Regions from separate parts of the Mus musculus genome. Here all the other regions are linked to region 1. Evidence: chromatin contacts called from public HiChIP or PLAC-seq data. All regions are on one chromosome and are shown on one strand. The core of a region is the stretch at or near the end of the contact, and the rest is flanking DNA. Distances in the headings are between cores, read along the strand shown. Region 1 overlaps Amotl2 (angiomotin-like 2). Region 2 has its middle 21 kb from the start of Rab6b. Region 3 holds the start of Slco2a1 (solute carrier organic anion transporter family, member 2a1).

Region 1 (2,935 bases), core at 218-2,717:
GACCAGAAGTCAAAGTCACTGCTGCTGGTGGTCTGCCACGTGGGGGTAGTTCACCTAATTCCAAGTAGCTGGCCCTGCTTCAGGGCTGGGGCACCAAAACTTGAGGAGCCAGCCTCTAAGGGTGCCATTCTGTGGTGGGGGCACCATAATGAGGACTTTTCTTTAAGTTCACTGATTCGTTTTAACAACATAGCTCCCTCTCCCAGTCCCTGCTGGTGGGAACGAATACATTTATGAGAACAACTTCTCCAGTTTCTTCAAAGAGAACCTGGTGCTGGGCATGACAGATGTCCGCTTGTGGTGGCTCATCACATCTGGCTCAGTTTATAACCAAACTGACAGGATGTCCCAGGGATAGGAGCTGTGGAGCCATTCACAAAGGCTGGTGATAAGAATCCCATGGGCACGAAACACAGGGATTTAAAAAGCAGAGGAAAGCCAACCAGTATCAAAATCCACAGCCAGGAACTGCAGGCAGAGGAACATCTGGTAGACCTGTCACATGTTTCAAGAACTGTGGCAGCAGGGGCAGGCAGCACAGCCCTGGAGGAGACTCTGAACCGGCACGCTTAGTCTTCTGTTCCCAAGGAAAAAGAATTATATACAAAACACACTGCTCTGCGGGGCCTCTCAAGTGACCTCTAACCTACTCCAAGGGGACATGCTGGTGGCTCCCGAAAGACTCACACTCCCATCGTCCCCCACCTCCCAAGGATTCAAGTCTTAGTGATCTGAGGAAGTCAGTCAGGGACTGAAGAGCAGATAGTGTTGGCTGGAGCCATGCTTAGCCACAGAACACCATAGCTGGCCTAACGATCCCTGCAGACCGCTCGGCTGGTGCCCAGCCATTCTTGGGCGTCAGAATCCGCTGTTTCCTTCAGGCAGGACGGAGGGGGCTCAGCTCCTTTCTGCCCCAGCAACAGGCCTCCGGCTGCAGGTGATGTCTGGCTTTTCCTTCCTCATTGTCATAGGAGAAATATAGGCCAAAAAGCAGTCTTCTAGGGGGTGCAGGCTTTTCTAGCTAGCTCCCCTGGGGTGCTCCTCTCTGAGCCCCATGCACCAAGGCATCACTGGTCGGAGGATGTGAGGCACAGCATTTGAAGACAACTGCCGGAATGCCAGGAGGGAGCCAGGCTTCGGGGTCCCCAAGGCACTGCCTCCTTCCTTCAGATCAGTATTTCTACCATGTCTGACAGATCCTGGACTCTGGTTGCAGCTATAGAGTCTGGAGAAAAAACAAGAAGACAAGTGTATGCTGTCAGTACTATCCACTTGTTCTCCTCAGCTCCCAACACAGGGTCTTTTTTAAACAAGACCCCCTCCCCTAAGCTGCCTCAGCCCTTAGGTTCCTCTTCCCTTGATCAACTAAGCACAAGGCTGTGCCCCCTCCCCTCTGCCGAGGAAGCCCATGCCTGTGTTTAGACTCTGAACTAGCTTGAATGATCAGTGGAAGGGTGCTCCCAGGGTTAGAAGCAGGCTGTAGCGTTCCTGTCATGCCTGTGGTTTTTCTGAGATCATGGGGCACACACAGGCAGCTATGCAAGGGCAAATGTGAAACAAGAGTAGAAAGAGAAAAGGCTTAGTTCCTCCTTTCTGGGCTCTTCCAAATAGCTTCCCAACCCAAGATCACCATTGAGTTCACTTGTCAAGCTCCTGGACTGACAGGAGGATGTGAGGGCAACTCTGGAGGAGTTAGAGTGCTTCCTGTTGCGTTGCCTTCTTTCTGAAATGGCTCGATGGCCCTGCCTCCCATTGAGACAACTTCCAACAACCCTCAGTTCGCTACGGTGGGGCTTTCCACAGTGGATGAGTTTGCGGAAACGTGGGGAAAACAGGGCCCATGCGTTCCAGTTTGCACCTCTACCATGTTCCCAACCCTCATCTAACCAAGTGGGGTGCTTACCCAGAGAGGGTGTCCTCTGGCTACTGTTGCACCCCAGGAGGCCATCGGGTTCTGAGGCCAAGCAGGCAGAGGTGTTGTCTGCAGGGCCATCCGTCTGGGTGCTCCCGTCTCTGCTGCCATGTTTGGTGTGGGCAGGGAGAGGAGCTGTGGCCGGAGGCTCCTCTGCTGGGACCCGGTCTGTAAGAAAGAATGGACACTGATGGGTACAGCTTGATGTAGGAGACACGGTCCCAATGGAGGACACCCCAAGCAAACTTGGTGGACTGGGTAGTTCTTAATTTGCAAGCTGTCTAATAGAATGAAAAGACTCCTCTTTTTTTTTGTTTTTTTGTTTTTTTTCGAGACAGGGTTTTTCTGTATAGCCCTGGCTGTACTGGAACTCACTTTGTAGACCAGGCTGGGCTCGAACTCAGAAATCCGCCTGCCTCTGCCTCCCGAGTGCTGGGATTAAAGGCGTGCGCCACCACGCCCAGCAAGACTCCTCTTTTAAAATAGGAATAAATGGGGTCAGGATAGGCATCAATGTTCTGTGGCCCTTCTTTGTAGCTGGAATCTAGGATTTCTTAGTATTTGCTCAGGAACACCCTTGCCTAGATCTATCTGTATCCAGCATCCATCCACTCTACTAGCAGGACCCATGTAGGTTGCAGTCACGGGAGCCAAAGGCTAAACCCGATCCCTTAGAAGAGGGGGTCAGGAAGCCCTGGTCTCAGTGGGCGTGTATTCTGAGAGTCTGGTAATATGCATTCCAAAATTCCTACCCCTTTCCCTCCCACACCAAGCCTCCTCATACCTCCCGCTGGCCGTGCATCAGTTTGCCGCTCACTGGATACGAGCCCTTGCCAGCCCTGAGTTCCCACTGCAGCCGCGAAGATGGACGGCACCGACTTGGCAGGCCGTAGGGTGCCCTGGGTGGCCTTGCCAGGGTCTTTCCTGGAGCGCTGCTGAAGGACCTTGATCACCGCATCCTTCTCTAGGATCTGAGCATGGAGCACCTTCAATCTGTCAGGGAGGAGGTCACACTGTCAGACC
Region 2 (2,935 bases), core at 264-2,763, 360 kb before region 1:
GTTAAGAACATTCAGTCAAATGCTTGCCCCACCTGAGACTTCTAAGGTTTAGGGGCTGTATACATTTGAAATGCTGTACTGAGAAACCCACAGTGCAAAGAGAAGTTTAGGAGCCTGAACAGAAAACCTGTTCAAATAAGCTGCCCCATTTGGCTTTCAATTACACCCCTGGGACTCCAGTTCCCACACTGCGGGGAGGAGAGAGAGAGAGAGAGAGAGAGAGAGAGAGAGAGAGAGAGAGAGAGGACATATAGTGGAGCCAACTTTGGCTGGGGCTGCTCAGGAGGACGGCTCTTCTGGTCTCTGGGGTGTAGCAGTTCCCTCTCAGGGACCCGGGGCTGTATTTTGAGGTAGGAACGCCCTTCTGGGACTGGTTGACTGGTCTCTAAGGCCATTCTCCAGGCTTTGAATGGGCTGGTCTAAGCCAGTCCCGAAGGACGCCTAAGGGGCCCCCGCTAAGCCTAGACCCTACCCTTCTAGCCTTACTCCTGTTCTCCTTCAGGTTCCCTGATCAGGGGATTCTCAGAATGTGCACAGGTTTGCTCGCCTTTCTACCTTTGTTCACAACTTAGCTGTCCTCTCTCCCTACACTCTTGACCCTCGAAACCAGCCCTGGTCCCTTCTCTGATTTCCCAATGGAATCCACAGCACTTGGTCAAGTTCCTACCCTAGGTCAAAGTATACACGCTGCAAGGTCAGGAAATGTGTCATGGCGGGTTCTTGCACACACCAGCTACCAAACAAATAAAATGTGATTGACAACCGGAGGGGACCTCATTTATCGATGTGATGGTCCTGATGGCCTCACCATTCAGGAAGAAGCTCTGGGTGAGACTCCTCCCCTCGAGATAAGCCCCGCCCCTTGGGGGGCATGCTCAATCAACTGTCATCCCCCCTAGCTCCTCCGCCTTCTCATCCTTTGCCTAAGTCTTTGTCAACTAAAGAGAACCTTTTTCCTGACCCTGCATCTCTAAACCTCTGATCCATCAGCTCTGCCTCTTCTGGGCCTGTCCTCTCCACTTTTCCATCTCTAAGGCAGCCTTGGCTTTGCTGAGATATCATCTTTTCTCCTCTAGGGATCCGCTGTGGATGCTTCCTCCCTCTGACTGTATTCATCCCTCTTCCAACAGCCTGACAAGACTGAAGGGTCTCAGAGAGCATATTGGTTCACCTAGAATCACTCCCCATGGTGGAAGATTCTAGCACTTGCCTAAGTCTGCTCCTCTCCTCTCTGAGCACAGAGGATTATATTTCTCCATCTGTACAGCAGTTAGATAATGCCGTGAGACTAGTTCTGGCCAAGCGCCTGGGAGCAGAAAGACTATGCGCCTTCTGGCCAAAACACTTGCTTCCCATGGCGAGACCTTCTTAGCTTCCTTTCCTGCCTCATTAATTGTGGATTGATGAAACAGAGGTACCTCAAGTCCAAATAGCTGGCATTCTGAGCCACCCTTGGAAGCCACTGCCCTGGAGAGTCACCCAAACAAGCCACGGGCTTTGTGCAAACAAGAGATAAAGGTGTGTTGTGTCATGTGACTGAAGCCTAGCCAAGCCTATTTCTGGGTGGTTTGAGGAGTTCAGTAAATAAATGCATGGCTTGGCAAACTGTAGCGAACTATGTACATTTTATTATTGTTATCAAAGTGTAGCAGGTGCCTAAGGAGCAGAGACTTTGTCAAGGTAGAGAGCCCTGTGTCCTGTGGCCACCAAACAGGGCTGGGAATGGGTGTGGAGGTTGATAAATGGGCCGGGCCTGTCACGAGAGGAAGGCTTTCTCTCATTAATGATTTGCCAAGGGCTTGCCCAGGACCTGTTTACATATTTAATCACCGATGAAAGGTTAGCAAATCTGGCCTTCTTGGCAGGGAATGGACATTTTTACCTCCAATGTTTAGTCCCTGTGGCTGGGAAAGATAGGAATTTTTTTTCTTCTGGATTTGCAAGGATTACCCCCCCACACACACACACACACATACACATACCACTGCCAATCTCTCTGGGAAGCTGTAATACAATATTTTACTATCAAGTTGACAGTAATTCAGGACCCAGCTTAGCTGCATCTCTCCATCTTTGAAAGTGTTGAAGGCAAATACAACATGGCTTTGTTTCTTAAGCGAGAACATGATAAGCAGTTACCAGATGGGACATTTCCCCAAAGGTCTGTGCTTCAATCTCATGGCTCTGCTTCTCCAAGTTTTCTCCTCTCTGTCCCTTTTCTCCACGTCTGGTCTTTACCTTGTGGTACCCAGAGGGCTCACTGGATTTTGTTTGATGAATAGTTACAATGTTCTTGGGATGCTTGACTAGAATGTAAATAATTGAGACATCACCTGGTCTCCCAACCTCTATCACCCAACCTACACAACCCTAAAGAGATCCCTCCTCTTTCTTCTCACCAGCCAATGAACTTCAATGGGAAAAGAGGCGGGCTTCTCATTACCCAAGGCTTGCCCTAACTTCAGAATGACTTATAAGAAGAGAGGGGCTTGGGGCAGCCAGAAAGACCTGGGCTTTCTGTGAAAGCTCTCTGCTGGCTGCTTCCTTGATTTTGGAGTTCTCCTTTCTTTTTCTCTTTCTTTTTTTCTTTTTCTTTTTTCATTTTCATTTTCTTCCTTCCTTTTTTTTCTTTCTTTCTCTCTCTCTCTTTCTCTCTCTTTCTTTCTTTCTTTCCTTCCTCCTTCCCTCCCTCCCTCCCTTCTTTCTCTCTCTCTCTCTCTCTCTCTCTCTTTCTTTCTTTCTCTTTTTTTAAGACAAGGTCTCAATATGTAGCCCTGGCTGTCCTGGAACTCATCATGTAGATCAGGCTGGTCTCGAACTCTCACACACCCAGTTGCCTCTGCCTCCCAAGTACGGGGATTAAAGGCATGCTCCACATGCCTAGGATTCTACATTTTCAGACATACTAGTGTGGCTCCCATCATAGGCTGGGACG
Region 3 (2,935 bases), core at 138-2,637, 280 kb before region 1:
GTGGTGGTAGTAACAAAAGAGGGATCCCCACGAGGAACCCCAGTTCTACCAGTAACAGCCTGAGGCAGAACATGCAGGTGGCATTCGCTCTGCCCCACCCCACCCCCCAAACCCCAGTCTCTTTCCGTTAGACACACATAGCCTGTTCACATTTCTCCAATCCTTCCATGTGAGGTCTGGGCACCCATTACATCTAAGGTAGGAATTGTGGGAAATAATCTCTCTGCACCATATGCTTGCCGGACCCCAGGGCGCCTGGATGTCTGACCAAGGTCGTCTAGCCCCTTCCAGGAGATACCTTCTTCAGGAACCTCTCTCCCAAATATTGTGAGGACGCAACCATTCCAGGTCCTTCAAGACCTGGGGGAAGTGGACCCTACTTTTGACCCTTACCAAAGAAGGCATTCTCATGCTAACAGCTTCCTCTTTTTTCTATTAACTCCTCATAACTCTCAGGCCACAGGCACCTCTGGTGGCCTTTCTCCATAAACCTCGAGTGCCTGCTGTTTTCTTGAGACCAGGAGAGCTGGGGAATCCTCAAAACTGCTGGGAGCTATGCAGCCAGGTAGCAATCTAATCTGCGACTCCCAACTATTGCAAAGATGAAAACCCAGGCAAGGAATGCAGGCTTCTACCATCCACTGAGACAAGGTGCCTGTGCTCTGACTTGCATCTCAGGCTGCCCACAGCCTGTTGCCCACAAGGTGCTGGCTAAACTCCTCTGCATCCCTTCTCATTAAGGAAGAGCGCATACCCACAGCAGAGACCCAACAGAATTCCCTGGAGGTGTTCTTTCTCCATGGAAGAACAGGACAGTTCCCCTTTACAAAGTTACGTCTGTTCTGATTATTACTCCCCACGAGAGCCTATGAGCATATGCGCGCAACACACACACACACACACACACACACACACACACAGAGAGAGAGAGAGAGAGAGAGAGAGAGAGAGAGAGAGAGAGAGAGAGAGAGAGGTGTCGCCCCCTCACGCTCACGCTCACGCGCCGGGCCAGGCCCCACGGATGTGGCACCGGGGACAGAGAAGGGAGCCGGGTGCAACCCAGAGCTCCCGGACTGGCCTCATCGACGTCCTAGGTTGTGTCACCCACTCTGCCGCCCTCCTGCCCCGAACACGAACACTACTCACAACACTACTCACCTTAATGTTGTTGAAGACCGAGCGGGAGCAACGTCTGGCTGGGACCGAGGAGGTGCCGCTGCCCTGGCGTGCTCCGGGCTTGGGCAGGAGCCCCATCGTGACTGAGGCGACGTCCCCTGACCGGGCCAAGGTGGTGGCGACAGGCCGGGGTCAGGTTCTGCGGGACTTGGGTGCTTCAGGCTTCAGCGGCGGTAGCCGGGCTATGGGGAGCGAGACGTGGAGACTGAGCGAGAGAGTGAGCGCCCAGAAGTTTTTATAAGTGGCAGCGATGATGAAACGCGCTCTCTCTCCTCCCTCTCTTCCTCGGGTGTCAGAGGTGCTGCTAGCCCCCGCCCAGCCGCTGTCGCCTCCCCCAGGCAGGTGTCTTGGGTCCTGGAGTCGCGGCTGCGGAAGCCCAGAGGCTCTGGGACTCGAGCTGGGTGAGCCTTGGCTGCCTATCAGGTCCTGCTGGCCAGGGTTGAGGGTTGGGGGTAGTGTGTGGGGAGATGGCGGGTCCCCGAGGAAGAGGAGACCGCGTATGGAGGAGGCAGGAGGCTGCAGGCCAGGAGAAACCTGGGGATTTAAGGTGGGCGCGGCACTGGGGAAGGGGTGGGGAGCTAGAGTGGACTCGAGGGGCACGGGGTGATGGAAGGGAGCGAGGAGTCTCTGTGGCTCTTGGGGTTGTCCAGAGCAGGGCTCTGCGTGTCTGCACTCGCTCCGCAAACCTGGGCCCTCGGTTCCGGTGATGGCTCTGAGACTCGCTGCCCAAGCTCTGTTTGTGCTGAGGACTGATTTATATTTAAACTGCTCTTTGCGCTGCAGAGGAGGGTGGGAAGGCGTAACAAGGTGGAGAGGTGGGGGCCGCCCCAGGGCTGGGCTCAAACTCACTGGACCGGAGCCAAGGTAAACTGCAGGCGCTGTCGAGTGTCAGCGGGTCTGGCCTGAAGTGCTGGGGGTTGGGACAAAAGGAAGCGCTGGTCTGACAGGGATTGCCCCAACCCTGACCTCCTCTGCGAGGCTGGAGTGAGCAAGATATTTTTTCCTCTCCTGGACTGGGACCTTAGGGAAAGAAGGTGAGCCTTTTCCAGAAAAAGACAAAATAGATCCCGCAAAAGCTCTTGAGGCAGTTCGGAGGAGGCGCCCTTCCAGCTTCCTACTCTATTGTCTTGGGCAGAACCACCTCTTCCAGCCCAGCCCAGGAAAAGATGCTGTCAATATGGAGAACAATATGGGTGAAGGATGGAGCCCACTGCTTCGTTATTTCTGAAGGCTGATGTTTTCTCAACTCTGGTCTGGTCGGTCTGGGGACTTCTTCCTACGCACTAGCAAGCGAGGCCAAGGACTCTGGACACAGCAATAATCCAGAGGCTGTTGGACAGTGGGCAACTTCTTCGTTGCTTTGTTCACCTGCAGAGAAAAGTACAGACAGACTGGCTCACTGGACCACCGTGGGACACAGGTAGTTAGAGGTGACAGTGTACACTGGACACAGAAGGCCCCATCCATGGTGGATTGTGCCTGATGCTATGTAGATTTCTTGTACCACCAGTGCTAGATCTAAGTGAGAGAGGGTTGCTTTGATGATCTGGACTTTACAGGTAAGGATGCCAGAGGGATCAATTAGAGGGACCAAAGCCACACTGCAAGGAAGTAATAGAACTAGACCCAGAACTCAGTGTTGCCTGATGCCAAAGCCCAGCCATGAAGCACTCTTGTGTAGAATGAAGGAGGGTGGAGGCCAGAGGACAGCCCCACGTGTTTCTCAGATGTCTTCCATCTTGTTTTTGAAACAGACTCA

Evidence for each region. HiChIP or PLAC-seq counts read pairs in DNA pulled down with a chosen protein or histone mark.
Region 2: a FOXA1 HiChIP or PLAC-seq map of pancreatic cancer cells shows a contact between it and region 1. The contact joins two enhancer-like sites. A contact is called at or near these places in 1 of 39 promoter capture datasets (cranial neural crest), 1 of 484 Hi-C or Micro-C datasets (muscle stem cells), 2 of 115 datasets of contacts at active chromatin or transcription factors (embryonic stem cells and pancreatic cancer cells) and 1 of 9 other capture datasets (adipose tissue).
Region 3: a contact with region 1 is called in a FOXA1 HiChIP or PLAC-seq map of pancreatic cancer cells. The contact joins the promoter of Slco2a1 here to the enhancer-like site in region 1. A contact is called at or near these places in 4 of 39 promoter capture datasets (the 3T3-L1 cell line, embryonic stem cells and liver), 2 of 484 Hi-C or Micro-C datasets (embryonic stem cells and pancreatic cancer cells), 2 of 115 datasets of contacts at active chromatin or transcription factors (embryonic stem cells and pancreatic cancer cells) and 1 of 9 other capture datasets (liver).

Annotation. Positions count from the first base shown.
Region 1 is chr9:102,729,938-102,732,872 of GRCm38.p6, reverse strand. It overlaps Amotl2 (angiomotin-like 2), which reads right to left. Exons shown (of 10, transcript NM_019764.2): 8 at 2,697-2,905; 9 at 1,904-2,080; 10 at 1-1,225. The coding sequence ends at 1,167. Among named protein-coding and RNA genes, the nearest start is that of Gm5627, 8.2 kb to the left of the region's middle. Within about 2 kb of position 1,467, at least 57 of the 459 cell types and tissues checked have an H3K27ac peak or open chromatin away from gene starts, as enhancers often do. A contact at or near this core is called in pancreatic cancer cells, where this site is marked.
Region 2 is chr9:103,089,124-103,092,058 of GRCm38.p6, reverse strand. It overlaps a transcript of Slco2a1 not described here. Among named protein-coding and RNA genes, the nearest start is that of Rab6b, 21 kb to the left of the region's middle. Within about 2 kb of position 1,513, at least 49 of the 459 cell types and tissues checked have an H3K27ac peak or open chromatin away from gene starts, as enhancers often do. A contact at or near this core is called in pancreatic cancer cells, where this site is marked.
Region 3 is chr9:103,006,939-103,009,873 of GRCm38.p6, reverse strand. Slco2a1 (solute carrier organic anion transporter family, member 2a1) reads right to left here and starts at 1,387. Exons shown (of 14, transcript NM_033314.4): 1 at 1,159-1,387. The coding sequence starts at 1,254.